Linked DNA regions of Arabidopsis thaliana: region 2 is linked to region 1. The links are chromatin contacts, called in public capture Hi-C maps. All regions are on one chromosome and are shown on one strand. Each heading gives the region's core, a stretch centred on a gene start, on an enhancer-like site or on the middle of the called end of the contact. The rest is flanking DNA. Distances are from core to core; before and after follow the strand shown. Region 1 holds the start of AT5G54520 (Transducin/WD40 repeat-like superfamily protein). Region 2 holds the start of ATK3 (kinesin 3).

The links. Capture Hi-C pulls out chosen DNA fragments and counts their contacts.
Region 2: a capture Hi-C map of seedling shows a contact between it and region 1, with 1.6 times the contacts expected there. The contact joins the promoter of ATK3 here to the promoter of AT5G54520 in region 1. A contact is called at or near these places in 1 of 26 Hi-C or Micro-C datasets (root) and 1 of 3 other capture datasets (seedling).

The regions. Positions count from the first base shown.
Region 1 is chr5:22,146,068-22,153,718 of TAIR10.1, reverse strand. It overlaps AT5G54520 (Transducin/WD40 repeat-like superfamily protein), which reads left to right and starts at 4,417. Exons shown (of 4, transcript NM_124832.3): 1 at 4,417-4,981; 2 at 5,103-5,267; 3 at 5,362-5,846; 4 at 6,567-7,215. The coding sequence starts at 4,630. The coding sequence ends at 6,938. AT5G54530 (serine protease, putative (Protein of unknown function, DUF538)) reads right to left here and starts at 995. Exons shown (of 2, transcript NM_124833.4): 1 at 506-995. The coding sequence starts at 938.
Region 2 is chr5:22,205,834-22,213,484 of TAIR10.1, reverse strand. It overlaps ATK3 (kinesin 3), which reads right to left and starts at 4,082. Exons shown (of 17, transcript NM_124848.3): 1 at 3,794-4,082; 2 at 3,379-3,632; 3 at 2,765-2,909; 4 at 2,580-2,689; 5 at 2,380-2,499; 6 at 2,095-2,298; 7 at 1,834-2,010; 8 at 1,674-1,748; 9 at 1,436-1,582; 10 at 1,216-1,354; 11 at 1,021-1,130; 12 at 774-935; 13 at 464-672; 14 at 280-361; 2 more. The coding sequence starts at 3,573.

The DNA of each region.
Region 1 (7,651 bases), core at 3,168-5,667:
CCACAAGCCACAATAACAATATTCTTTTTTGAAAAACGAACTAATTTTGTAATTAAATTCTACGGTTCGATCTGAAAAAAAAAACAAATGAATCTAAACGAATAATAGAGCGAAAACTGATATGGTCACATTGCTATTAGTCATAGTCACTAATTTTTTTCTTTTTTGAAAATGTTTATTTTTGCAACAAACATTCAATCTAGAACTTCGTAATGAAAAACTTAAATATTTGAAATTTATTGGGATAAAAAACAGTATTTATTAACACAAAAATGTATATTTCACATAACTAAATTAATTTAAAAGCCGACTAATTAGTTTAACCCATGGCAAAGGTAAAATGAGAAAACCGAAAATTAAGATGATAGAATCGTATATTTAGTCATCATGGAAATAAAATTTAAGAAAATCCAAACAACTATTCTTATCATAACAAACCAAAAAACAGTTTAAAAACTAATTAATTAAACCAAAAAAATTGTTTTGTGTTAATCCAAAAAATTACCGTCAGGTTTACACTTGGGAGGGTCTTCAAAGAGAGAAAGCGAAAGCTGTTTAAAAGCAACGCCGATATCAAACACAATGACGCCGGAATTTGGATTCTCGACGACGATATCTTTCACCTGAAGCCACAAGAAGAGCTCTTTTTGCGATAGCCCTTCTACTCCGACGAGGCTCCCATAGCTCAGATTCCCTCTTACGACGGCTTCAAAGTGCACGTTCGTCTCGAATTTAGCGTAACACGGCGCCGCGAGGAAAACCTCGAGACGACCGTCGTTGTGAAGAATATAAGAATCAACCTCTTGAGGTAAAAGTCCCGCCGGGAGACCTTCTGATCGGAGAACGTCGTGGACCGTTGGGTACGACGGCGAGGAGAGGGATAAAGAGAGGCGGAGAGTGGTGAGGAGAAGGATCATACGGGAGATGAGTTTGTTCATAGCTTTTCACTGAGAGAGAGAGAGAGAGAAAGAGAGAAAGTTTTTTTTTTCACGGCGATGATTCAAGTGAAGAGGGAGGATCTTAAATGGGAAAGAAGGAGAAGGTGGAATGACGTATTTGCCCCTGGTTGGTGAGTGAATGGGGCCATATATATAATAGATATGGTTAAGTGATTAAAGTTCATAAGTTTCTAAATTTTTAGAGAAAATGGAAATATTATAGCGATCGATAGAATTTCTATAAAAAAATTCCATGTGGAGAAATAATGACAAAAGAGTGGTTGGACACACCAAAATTAGCTTTAAAACTGAGAAAATTTTAATTAATGATTGAAGTGTCTAATTTAGAAAATAAGGTATTTATAACTATATGTATGCAAATGTGTATTAATCACCAAAGCATATAAGGTATGAAGGCTTTTTTAACTACACGCGTACGAATTTTTTTATTTTTTTTGAGAATTAGTACATCATTGTTTTTTTTAACAATTAATTCATGGAAAGTAGTATTTCTTCTAAAATTGATAATTTTTTATCCTTCTATGGTGTGAAAAACGCATGTGATTTTTGTTTTTATTTGTCAACAACAAACGTATGTGTAGTATATATAGTCTGATAATGTAGCATGGAAATATATGCTATGTATATATATACTATATAATTAACTTTGATTGTAGAGTAATTCAACACCTAATGAGTACGAATTAGATGCTAGAAATTGATAGTTTAAGGAGTAATACAGAATGCTTCATCATTTAGTTTTTTTTTTTTCATTTGTTGGTGATGAAAGCTTCTTATTAAATACATCTTATCATAAGTAATGCAATAGAACAAGGATATTTTAAGAAAATAGGGGGGGAAATGATGTATTGTGGACTATTATTGTGTATTTGACGAAATCAAATTTTGTGAGTTAACACAAAACAACAAAGTGCTCAGTATTACTTAATTTTGTTTATTGGTACTACTAGCTAGAAACTAAAATAACCGTCACTAAAAATGTTATTTCTTCCATTATTTATTTTAGAAGTACAAGAATAAAATAGTAGTTACATTTTCTCTGATGTGATTTAATGTATGTAATTGACTAGAATAAAATATTTGTCAAAATTTCAGTTATGGTTAAACTATTTTCGTCTTTAAGCAGTGTGCCACGCAAGCTATGGGTCATAGGGCTTTTGCATGAAAGGGAAACAAAGTAACGGTTAAATTCTGCGGCAGCCAAAAAAAAAAGCTCACTCTTCAAGGGTAATTTCGTCTTTTTCCAACTTCGAATCTATCTCTTACTCAAGTTAAGATTTATTTGGATGTATTGAAATCTATTTGGTATGACGAAATCTTATCTTATTATTTTATTAACTAAGAGATAATTAATTAAGAGATGTGATAATTACGTAATTTATTAGATAATTAAAATTACAAATATGCCACTATGAGAGAGTCACGCGATACATAGTACTACAGTAGGGTCCAGAATTGAGAAAATGATTACGTTAACCAATCAGGGGACCGGTTTCACTTGACGGTAGCTTATAGATTTATGCCACGTGGATTTTCTGTGGTTCCCATTTGTACCGGTTACCTGGAGATGAGTTGTCACTTATGTTCGTAGCGGTCGTTTGTTCTGTGTGTTACTGTTTAAGACGCAGCAGGTAACCGGTTAGCTTGGCCCACGTGTGGCTCATGCAGTTTTACACGCGTGAGACTTGTGATACCATTTGTTTTCTAATTTCTTAAATTTGGATTTTTTCTGTGTGTTTTTAATTATTCTGCTGGGTCCTTGTAATTATTGGAACTTTTATAACTCATCTGTGTAATATACAAAGATAAATTCAGTTATATAGGCATGGGTCCTATGTATGTATTGGAGAAAATTCAAAAACTTTTCCTTTTATTCTCAACAGATTAAGTAACTGATAAATGTTCCTCACGTTTTTTTCGTAAATGAAATACTGAGACGTTTTTTTCTTCCACCAAAATCGGAAATGTTGTTCTACCACCAAAATCTTTCTTAATCAATAATTTAGTTCAAGTATTGATGTATATAATCTTTTACGTTTTGATTGACTATATATAGTAGTAAATCTTCTCTTATTATGAATGGTTTCATAGAATTATAAGAAAAATTAAGAAAAAAAATTGTCTACAAAATTTATCATTACCTAACTACTTATTTTAAAGGGTGTATTCAATCAAACATTTCAAATGATTTTTGTTAAAAAAACAAATCCAATATTATTTAATAATAAATTTCAAAAGTTATAATGAAAAGGTTAAATTGCATATTATTTTTGATTTTATATGATTATTGTATTTTTTTGATGTGATGGGTAAAATGAGAAAAATGGATGATTTAAACGATTTTTTTGGCATAAAACCCTAAATATAATTATGTTTTGTCGATAGTGAATTATTAATTTTATTTATAATATATATATTTTTTTAATTAATAATTGATTTTAACTCAATAATGCTTTAAAAAAAATATTCAAATCAAATTATATATATCACTAACGGTTTCTAATTTGAACGTGTTCCATGCATTGAACTAATTAAATTAGATCAATTTCGTTTTGGGAACAAACACATTTGTACCAAATTACTAATGATGGGTAATATCTAAATGTTGGAGTAGATTAATATAATGTAAAAAAATCGTTAGTGAAAATGATCCTCAAACGACAACTCCAATAGATAAGATCATGTGTTTTTGTATCAATAATTATGTTTTGTCGATAGTGAGTTATTTACTTGATTAAATATATAATATATAATATAATAATTAATCTTATCTTTATAACATTTTTAATAATATTTATTATATTCTAAATTATATATAGATCGTTAACGGTTTCTAATTTCGAACATATTCCCTTTATTGAAGTAACCGTTAGTGAAAATGATCCTCAAACGATAATTCTAATAGATAAGTTCATGTGTTTTTGTATCAATAATTATGTTTTGTCGATAGTGAGTTATTTAATTTATTAAATATAACAATTGATATTATCTCTGTTACGCTCTTTGAAAATATAATTATTATTTTTAAAATTATATATAAATCGCTAATAGTTTCTAATTTTGAACATATTCTCTGTATTGAAGTAACTAAATTAGGTTAGTTTTTTTATGGCAACAAAAACATTGCTACCAAATTATCGATCATTGATAATATCTAAATGGTGAAGTATTAATATAATGAAATAAAAACCCGATAGTTAGAATGATCCTCAAACAATAATTCTAATTGATAAATCCATATATGTTTATGTATTAGTTATCATGTTTGGTATTACTGATGTGAGTTATTAACTTTATTTGTAAAATATATGATATTTAAAATTAATTATATTAATCACTAACAGTTTATAACTTTGAGCATTTTCCCTTCATTGATCTCATTAAATTAGATCAACCTTTCTGTAAACAAACACATTACTATTGATCATTGATTCATGAGTAATATCTAGATGCCGGAGTTGATTAATAGTATAATGAATTAGAGATTGTTAGTGAGAATGATCCCGAAACAACAATTCCAATTGATAAATGCATACACGTGGGCCTGGAGCATTCTTCTGGCCCAATTAAAGCCCACTAAAGATTTAGCCTTCTCTATCTCATCGAAGGCCAATTCATTTTTTTTCCGATCACCGGTCACTGCTTCGGGTGTCTCGACTTCAACTTTCCGATGGATCTCATCTGCAATTCGTATGCCAATGACTCCGACGACGAACCTGAGCCAGTGACCAATGAGCGATTAACATCTAAAATCGCCGCAGCACCGTCAATTCCTTCTAAGCGTCCATATCCAGTCCCGGAGGAGCGACAATACAAACCACCGCGTAGACCGTATCCTCCACACGGTTCCTATTCGGAATCTCAAACCAGCTCGTCGTTTTCAATACCGGTTCCGGTTCCGGTTCCGGTTCCAGGCCGGTACGTATCCAAGAGAGAGAGATCACTTCTAGCCTCCCTTTCAACGATTCCGACTCCAGATCAAAGTTCCGATTTGAGTCAGAAACCTTATAGCTCTCCTACTGGTAATTGCGAACCATGCTTAATCAATTCGCTGTTTAGAATTTAGTGTTTGATGCTTGTTAATCTGCTTCACTAGCTTTGTGGTTGTACTGTTGCCTTATGCTAATTTGTTATTAATCTCAGTTCTTGGGAGCATCTCAGATTCTGATGTACCTCGCCATGTTCTATCTTCGGTTAGACATAGACCAAAAGGATCCTCGTTGCAAACCGAAATGCCTAGTAGAATGTCGATTTCGTTAACCGGCCATACAAAGGCTGTTACTGCTATTGATTGGTCTACAAGTCATGGTATGTTCTTGCTCTTTTGTTGTAGCTTTTGGGTGAAGATTGGCTTGAAGTTATCCTCTGCCTCATTCATTTGTTTATTAGAGTTATTGTGCAGTTCATCTTCTTGCTTCTGCGGGGCTTGATGGTGCTGTTTACGTGTGGAATGTGTGGAGTAATGATAAGAAGAAAGTACGGGCTTTTCTCCATCATAATGCACCGGTTAAAGATGTGAAGTGGTCAAAGCAAGGGTTATCGTTGCTTTCTTGTGGATATGACTGCACGTCGAGACTGTTTGATGTTGAAAGAGGGGTAGAGACACAATCTTTCAAGGAGGATGAAGTTGTTGGAGTTGTTAAGTTTCATCCAGATAATTGTAACGTGTTTCTTTCTGGTGGATCAAAGGGAAGTCTTAGATTATGGGACATTAGAGCCAATAAATTCGTGCATGAATATGTTAGAGATCTTGGGCCAATTCTTGATGTTGAGTTTATCGCGGGTGGGAAGCAGTTTATCTCGTCAAGTGATGTTTCTGGCAGAAATATAAGTGAGAATGCTGTTATAGTTTGGGATATTTCGAGAGAGGTTCCTTTATCTAATCAGGTCAGTTTATCACTGTCAAATAACCTTCTTTCAGTTATATCAATGCTGCATTTTCATCTAGCTCAGTATTAGATTGTTTGATGAAAAGTATCAGTAAGTCATTAGTAAATCAGAATTTATATACTAACAGAATTAAGCTTAGATTTGGGAATTAACAATAAGCTGCATCTGTAGACATAAGCAGAACATGTTTATGTATGAATGTGGGAAGGAACTGTTGCAATTTTCCTTTCGATTTCTTGAAGTTAGATGCTTAACGTTTCTAATAGTTGTTTCAGAGAGAAGCAAGGAAACTTCTTTATTTCCTCTCTATATGAATTTGTTGTATGCTCTCTTGTTTGATGCACCAGGAAGTCAGAGAATTGTTCTCATCATCACTAAGTTCCTGACCAATCTAGTCTTAGCAGGAACTATCTTAGGACATTTTTGAAAAATTCCATTTTACATTTGTCTGAACTTTCGAAATGTGATTTATTTCAGTATGATTATTAACTTGCAGAAGGTTTCACTGACTTTTTCTATACATTCCATCACATTGTTCGTATTCCTTCTTTCACTTTGGAACAACTCCTAGCTCACACTCACTCTATTACTACGTCCATTACTATAAGGATGATATTTAACAGTGATTTGAGACTCTCATTCTTAGACATGAGACTATCATTAATGACATCTTGACGCCAATGATTATTTTCTTGTTGTTTTCACTGTTGCTCTTAGGTCTATGTAGAAGCATACACATGCCCTTGCATCAAACGTCACCCGCAAGACCCAGTCTTCATCGCGCAATCACACGGGAACTACACAGCAATCTTCTCAACAAACCCACCTTTCAAACTCAACAAATACAAGAGATTCGAAGGTCACTGGGTTGCAGGTTTCCCAATCAAATGCAACTTCAGCCCGGATGGAGAAACCTTAGCCTCTGGCTCATCTGACGGTTCTGTATACATGTACGACTACAAATCCACTGCGCTCATTAAGAAGCTCAAAGCTTATGAACAGCCCTGCGTTAATGTGTCATACCACCCCGTTTTACCTAACGTGGTCGCGGCTTGTAGCTGGAATGGACAAGTCTCTGTTTTTGAGTGATTCCACAATGGTTAGTATTAGTGCTAATCAAATCTCAATCTCACCACTGTTCTAGTAGCTAGGAAATGGTAGAAAACGTAATCGAATGAAGAAATAAAATGAAATGAAACTCCCCCTGTTGATTTCTTCTAAGGTTATAGTATGATTGCAAGAAATCCAGATAGAAAAAAACAATAGAGTGTGCATATTGAAACTTTGTCAGACCACAAATTCGAATATTATCTGTTACAGTAAGGGTTTTACTTGAATGGGATTTTTGTAGTCAATCTGAAAAAAGGTGTCAGAATATTTTCAATTATTTATCTCTTTACTATATTTGAGCGTGAGACTCAGAGACTGACACACACAATAACACAACTATGTTCTCTGATATTCTCAGGGAGCTATGAAATAAATGATCAAAAAACACGAAAAAAGGTTGTTGAAAAATACTTGAGTGTGATAAAAAAAAGTCTTGGGCTTTCGGTTAACAATCTACATTGGCCTGGCAAAAAGCTATTGATGTTACCCTTAAGAAGTAGTAAATCATGTTTTATGCAATAACTATTCATATTGATTGTCCAAAGAAAAATAGAACCATGTATTGGATAAAGATATGTTGAACAAAAGGAATGTAACATATATTATCCAATTAATGTGGCCACTAACAAGTGTGTCAGTAAGTTTGATTTCCAACCATCACTATTTGTAAAGGGCTTTAACCCAAATATCAG
Region 2 (7,651 bases), core at 2,833-5,332, 60 kb before region 1:
AAACTTTTGTTGATTGCCTGAAGAAAGAATGAAAGTTTAAGAGACTAAAAATTGCAAGAAACCATAATCATGTTTTATGTTTCTATCAAACGTACTTGAGTTTCTTTAAGTCTATCTCCGGTTGATCCACTCTTCGATAAACGCTCACTCCCCGCAAGATCAATCAGGTTCAAGACACCTTGTACTTGTTGCTCAGTGCTCTGTAAGAAAGAAAAAAGCCAGTTTGGTTTATCACACAAAACAAACATTCTGTAAGAAGAAAGACGGTTTGGTTAGTACCTCGTTAACACCAGAGATTCTTAGCGTGAAAACAAAATGGCTTCTGGAAGATTGCTCGTTCATCTGAGTCTTCCCTACAGACCTGAAGAAGAAAGAAAACAACTTTCAACTGTCAGAAAGATTCATCGAAAATCTTGATGGCCATTTAGTTCAGTCAAATTGAAACGGGTTTCAGCTATATTGCCTGTTACGAGCAGCATGATCTAAGAGGAATGAAACCTCCCGAGAGCTTTTAACATCCAAAATAGTAAGCTCAGCGACATGCGTGTTTCCACTAGCATCATGTTTAATAGCATGTTTCTGTGGAGAAACACCACTGTCTGTTCTTACTGCTTCTTTGTTTGTTGACAGGAGATCTCGGATCGTTTCATTGTATATTTCTAACATGGATACCTATACATATGATACAAAACTAGGAGGATTATACATATATTCTAATCACAAGGATATATCTTACTTAGTGCTACTTAAAAGAGAGAGGACTACAAAAATACCTGCAGTTCGTATTTCCAACCCTGAGATCGAAGAGACTGCCTCGTCTCAAATATTTGCTCCAAACATCGCGGGATCAGACCTTTTTCCTCGACGTTTCCTGGCCTACCCATCATGGTGTAAGTTTTTCCCGATCCAGTTTGTCCATATGCAAAAATGCACACCTATAAAATGGATTCTATCAGCTTAGTTATTCCAACAAACAGTGAAACGCACATAGTACTTTTTGCCATTTGCAGATTTAGTTACCTTGTAACCATCGAGAGCACTTTGAACAAGTTGAGAAATCTCAGTGAAGACATCTTCTTGTGATGCAGTCGGCGCAAAAACCTTATCAAATGTGAAAGCATGCTTTTGCGCTGTCCATAGCAAAAACACATCAACTGTTAATAAATGTGTCATTTCTGCAAGAACCACATTTCCACAGAAGTTTATGTTACATACCATTTTGCATCAAGTCAATACCACGGCCAAGTGCTTCTAGGGATGTCGGGTAAGAAATAGTTTTTCCCTCATCTCCATTGTTCTCACCCGGCAATAGAGGTCTAACTCTACAGAACACACGTATGTTACCTTTCAGTTCCTGCAACATGAGAAGATATCAGTCAAGCTTACACAAAGGGGAAGAAACAAATGTGGCAGAGGTGAGTTAAGCAGATTATACAAGAATGGTATTGTGCAACTTCTTCCGTAGTTTTTCTCCTTCAACGAGTTTAAGTTCTGCTTCTTCTACGCGACTTTTCAGATCGATAATGCTTTGCTTCTGGTCTTCATACTCATTCATTTTCTCAAAGGTAGATAGATCAGACACCTAGACCATAAACAATCAAGAATGGTATCAAGAACTTGTGAAATCTAGTAAAGTCATTTGTTGTATGTGTAACTCAAAAATGTGATGAAACCTGCAGTCTCCTCTCAGAGTTTACTAGTCGATCCTGCAACTGTCGTATCTGGGTACTCTGGGACGAACATGTAGTCTGGACCAAAATAATTTACATTATCTTAAGAGAAATTAATTTGACAGAGAATTCCTTTGAAAGAAGTTATAAAAGGATAGGAAACCTCAAGCTCGGTTATGGCGTCTTTGAAGTCATTGTACTTGGTTGCCTCGGTTTGTAAGGTTTTAACTTCCACTAAATGGCGATCACGGTCATCTTTGACTTGCTGAAGCTCTACCTTGAGACTCGCAATTTCATTTACCAATTCACCTTTCTGCTTCATGATATCTTCTTGAGAAGCCTAGCAAGAAAAAAAAACAAGACACCAAATCACATTCTGACCAAAACTATAAACATTTACTACTATTGATAGAGCATCAATCACCTTAGAAGCAGCAAGTTGTTCCTGTAATGCTGAAAACTGACCCTTCAAGTTGCCAATATTTTCAATAATGGCAGTCCGTTCTTTCTCACCGCGTTTTATAGTCTCGTGAGCTTCATCAAGATCACCTTGTAGCTTGCTGTTATACAGCTGCAAGCTTGAGTTATACTCTTGCAACAGTTTGTACATGTCATTCACGGATTGTATCTGAACAAAACCCAAAAAACGAACATTGGTTAAAGCTAAGTAGTATCCATTTCTCATTTCAGATCCTTTAAGTTTTCTCACCCTCTGGTTAGCCGTTTGAAGATCTCCTTGTGCTTTTCCTAGCTCTTCTGTGAGACCAGCTTGTGCCTTTTCAACAGAAAGTCTTGCTTCTTTCTCTTTTCCAAGAGAATCATTCGCCGCCTAAAGCAAAACAAACCGAATTAAGACTTACAAATATGTATCAGACACAAGTAACTTAACTAGAATGAACCGCTTCTTACCAACTTCTCCGTTTGTTCCCTGGCAAGTTGAACTTGAACAGATTCAAAGTTTTTCCTCAGCTCTTCAATTATCATATTCAGCTCCTCTTCTTTGTTTTTCAAACTAACCTCTGTCATCAAATTGCACAAAGTTCAAAAACTGCTAACGAAAAAATCAACAACTAAACTTTAATGTGTCAACGCACCCATGTCAACACAATGCTTCTCATTCAATTCCAATGCGTTCTTCAACTTCTCTTGCTCAAAAGCATAATCCAACTCAAGTTCTTGAAACCATCTAATGCAAAGTCTAAGTCTTTTTATATAATCCATCATATTCTCGCATCTCTCCTGCAAAATCAACATTCAAATTCAAACCAAAAGACCAAAAACACATAAACAAAGTCCTTTAATGCTTATCAAATAGACAAAACTATTTTGGTCCCACAAATTGTCTTATAACAACAATCAAATCTTCAAAAAAAAAAACACACAACAGATCCAACGATAAAAGCCAGTAAAGCTAACTGAAATTAAAAGCTCCAGATTCTACCACAAAGATCAATCAACACACATAAACAATGTCTTCAATGCTATTGCCTAAATATAAAGGTCCCACAAATTGTCTTATAAACAACAACAATCAAATCTTCTTCTTCAGAAAAAAAAAACACAACGGATCCAACGAGAAAAGCCAGTAAAAAAGCTACTTAAAATTCAAAACTTCACCAACTAAACTAAAACACAAGAAGAATTTTAGATTCAGGTAAAAAAAATAAAAAGTTGATAAATTTAATGAGGTGGGTGAAAAAGTAGAAACCTTGTAGTTGAATTTGCTCTTGTACTTGATTCGTTCATTAAGAAGAGTTTCAACGTCTTCTCTTGTGAACTCAACAGGACCATATTCAGATCCGGTTGTACTCGCCGGAGCACTGTTCGGCGTCAGATCTTTTGACCCATTAGTCACCGGAAAAGCTGACCGGATTCTTCCATTGTTTGCCATCGCCCCCACCATAACAGAACAAAATTGTTCTCTTCTTGTTACCTTAAATTACTTCAAATTTCTCTCTCAATCTGCAAAAAAGGTTTGTTTTTTTCTCTCTTAGAGATCTTTCAGAGAAATAGATAAATTGAGAAATAGATTAAATGAGAGAAAAAACGGAAGGAAACCCGTGAAGATGAAGTTTTTAAATAAGTAACAAAAACAGAGCATTTTTAAGAAGAGAGAATTAGACCTAAAGATTGAAACTTTAAGAGGTAAAGGAAACTCAGTGAATGAAGAATGTGGATTTCAAAACATGCCCAGATTTGTGAGAGAAGTATAGAGAGAGTGGAAGAAGACGAAAAAGAGGACCTTTGGCATTTAAGAGAGATTGTGTCGTTTGTACGAAGAAGGATTTGGGTTTTAGAAATGGAGGCACGTTTCAGTTTTTGTTGCTCTCGTCGTCTCTTGGTGTTGCTTGGCTACTTATTTTTCTATATTTGTTGTTTGAATGTTCAGAGAGAGAGATGAACGTGGGGCCGTTGATTGGATCTGAAGTCACCGAGGTAATGAAATCACAGCCGTTGCTTTATTAAGCAGCAAAGTAATTAGAAGAAAGGTTTAATGTTAGGGGCAGTGGGGGTAATGTCAGTGGACTTATTATGACTTTAATCCATACACCAAAAATAGAAATCAATATTATTTTTACACAATATAAATTTAGTTTAAGGAGAACATCCTTTAAACCATACAAGGTATATATATTTATCATCTATAAATTATATACGAGTTTCAACTTAGATAACATTTTACCGTAAAAAATCGTTTACTGAATATTATAAGCATGATTTTATAAATAATAATGGGTTCATGAGATTGTGAATATCAATATTACTATAAAATGTATAACGAAAAAGCTAGTAAAAATCATATTCATGAAATCACCAAAAACTCTATATTAATGAAAATAGTTATTTGTGTTCTTGAAAATAAAAACTTACCATTTTTTTGTTTTATTATACAAACGTACCACCATATTTTAAAATTCTAAAATCCTAAAAATATATATGAAAGTGGTAAAAATTCTTTGTAATATTTTTGAACATAAATAATTTGTGTTTGTAAAAAAAAAAAAAAAAATTAAAATTAGATGAACATATAATGGCCCATATTTTAAGATGGAATCTTCTTGTTTGGTTTTCAACACAGATGTAAATTAAAATATCTAACCATAGGTTGTATCGGTAATCTCACAGATTTATTAACATGCGAAATTTAATAAACTAATAACGTTTAATAAAATAATTATGAAAAGCTAACTATAACGTGTCGGTAAAATGAGTTACGTCAGCATTTTAAGACGAGAGATTCTTTTCAGAAAAAGTGGATATTTTATCTTACCGAAGTTACCCTTAGCATCAATCCAGACATTGTTCAAAGCAGTCACGTTTCTGGTTTAAAAAGGTATGGGCTAAAATTGTCCGAATGAAAAATTGTCTTTTGTCGTGTAATTCTTAGATTCTGTCTCATACCCTGACGAGTTGTCAAATTTCATGTGAAAGAAACAATGTTAAATCTAATGGTCCGAGCTGAATTAGCCGTTGAAATATCGTCGTTGATGTGGTTTGTGTTATGGACGATTACATTCACATTGTTGAAACATTAAGTTAGTGAATTAAAATGGCTAAACTTATTATCTAATTCTTGCTATTTATAGCATTGAATACGATTAACCGTATTTTGAGTTACATTTTGGGGATAAAGCTTTTTTATTTATGTTTTGTCAGAAAAAAAATGTATAATGTACATGCAGTTTTCTTTATATATGACCCCAATAAAAGGTTGAGATTAGTGATTGGTGACATAGAGACATTAATAAGTGCACATTCTAGACGCATTAAACATCTTTCAGCTTTACGTACTCTAAATTTATTCCCAAATTGGATCATGCAACAAACAAAAAATAAATAACATTTTATTATATTTTCATGATTGGAAACTTTGTGATTCACCTTGTAACCGTTTTGTAAATAAATTTGTGATTATTGAGATGGGTTTTGAACTTTAAGCATATATTGAAATATATAAATACAAATTATGTCTGGATAAAGCAAAAACTACTTTATGCAAAGGTGATTAATTAGGCGATGCAAGGATCATGCCAAATTTGATTTAGTCAAACTAAAGGATAAAATTAGGATTAAGTATTATGAATTAAACAAATGTATTGGACTATGGGTTTTTCGAAAAATCGTGGCGTCGAATATCAAATTGAACAAGTCTAGAATTCCGAGTTAACAAAGTAGTATAATACATAGATATAAACGCGCAATTTCATAGTTTATTGTCATAGTTTTTATGATTTGTGGTCCGCATGTAGCTTATATCTGAACTTTTATTGTTAGACGAAGTGGTCTCTGTTGGAATTTTAAATTGATTAATTAAAAGGACAAGTTAATTAAACTCCGAAACCTATTTCTGAGCTATCTTAAATATTCTTATAAATGGAGTTGATATTAAAAGAATTTCAAAAAAAAAACTATGAAAACTTTAGAAGAGTACGTTAAACTATTGAAACTTGATATGGCTGCGACTCAAAGTTATGATAAGTCAGTCATACAGATTGTTTGTAAAGAATCAAAACATTAATTCACACGTCGTAAGTTTAATCTCATGACCACAAAAACATGTATAATGAATCTGTTTTCTCCTTAGTTTAAGAATTTGTTTCATATAATGTTAGTCCCTCAATTGCGTGAAATGGGTGCCAAGTATTTCTATCTTTCTTTTTAACCTTTTTCTTTGCAACTTTATTGAAACGTGAATTAGTTCATTGGAGACTTCAGCGTTAAGCCATGGTTATTTACTCCCCCTCATCCAACTAAATTAAAATATCTAGTACTAAAATCAATTTGGAATTTGATACACCATCATTTCAAATTATTTATCTTGCAGAATCTAAAATAAAGCAGCCGTTAAAAAGAAAAAAAAATGCAGAATGTACTATATAATGAGATATAATTCAACAAAATTTTATAAACAGACTATCCAACCTATAAAGTACAAAATGTCTCAAAAACAAACAGTACCCATAATCTATAATTTCTTACATACTTGAAACTGTAGTAATCAATATATTCAAAATATAGGTGTAGAAACCTTTAATCTATTGACCAACTTCTAGATAGTGATCTTTAGACAATTATCATTTTCTTCAAATGATTTTTTTCTATATAAAAATAGATGTTGAGGGAATGCACCAAACACTTCCCATGAAGAAAAAGTTGTTGCCATATCTATTTTTTATTTATGGTAGCGAGCTCCATAGTTTTCATCTTAAGTCATATTCTCACATCAAACTTAGACCTACTTCTTCTGTTAAAAGAATAGTTTAATTAATACTGTTTTGTTACATAATTGGTAAATATAATTATTTTTATTCACCTAATCGGTAAATCGACCTCACACATCTATTATAAAGAAAAGGTATAATTGGGTCATTGCGTTAGGCATCATTGATGTAAGAGGGATCAACTGCTAATAAAGGTGAAAAATAAAAATAGATGCCACTGGAAAGAACGTTCAGGTTTCATCCAAAAAAAAGAATGTTCAGATCTGGGATGGTATAATATAAATTTTCATATATATATTTCTTAAGTTTAGCTCCATTGTTCTGATCTGCCCAAACACTTCATGCTTTGATTTAGATTCGATGACTTTCCACAAGACTACAAGTAGCTAGCTAGTAGTTATTGGTATGAGATCGACAATTATTCGTTTAGGATTTTGTTTTATGTTCGAGCCGAGAATGAAAAATGCCGATGAAGATTTGAATGTAGTCACATTTTTGTGGAAACAAGGGATACAATACATGATGCGAATTACTTCAATTGGTGATGACAAACCAACGTATACTATGTCAAACTAACTTTTACAAGATAATATTTCAAGAGGATTTTCAGTATATATAAAGCAAGAAGTTAGAATCCTATGACAATACATTAATGTTGTCTAACCAAAGAGAATGTACTTTTGTGACATATGGAGTTCATATGTTGCGTCGGTTACATTGGTGATGACTCATGACTATTCTACCTTAGTGTCCATCACA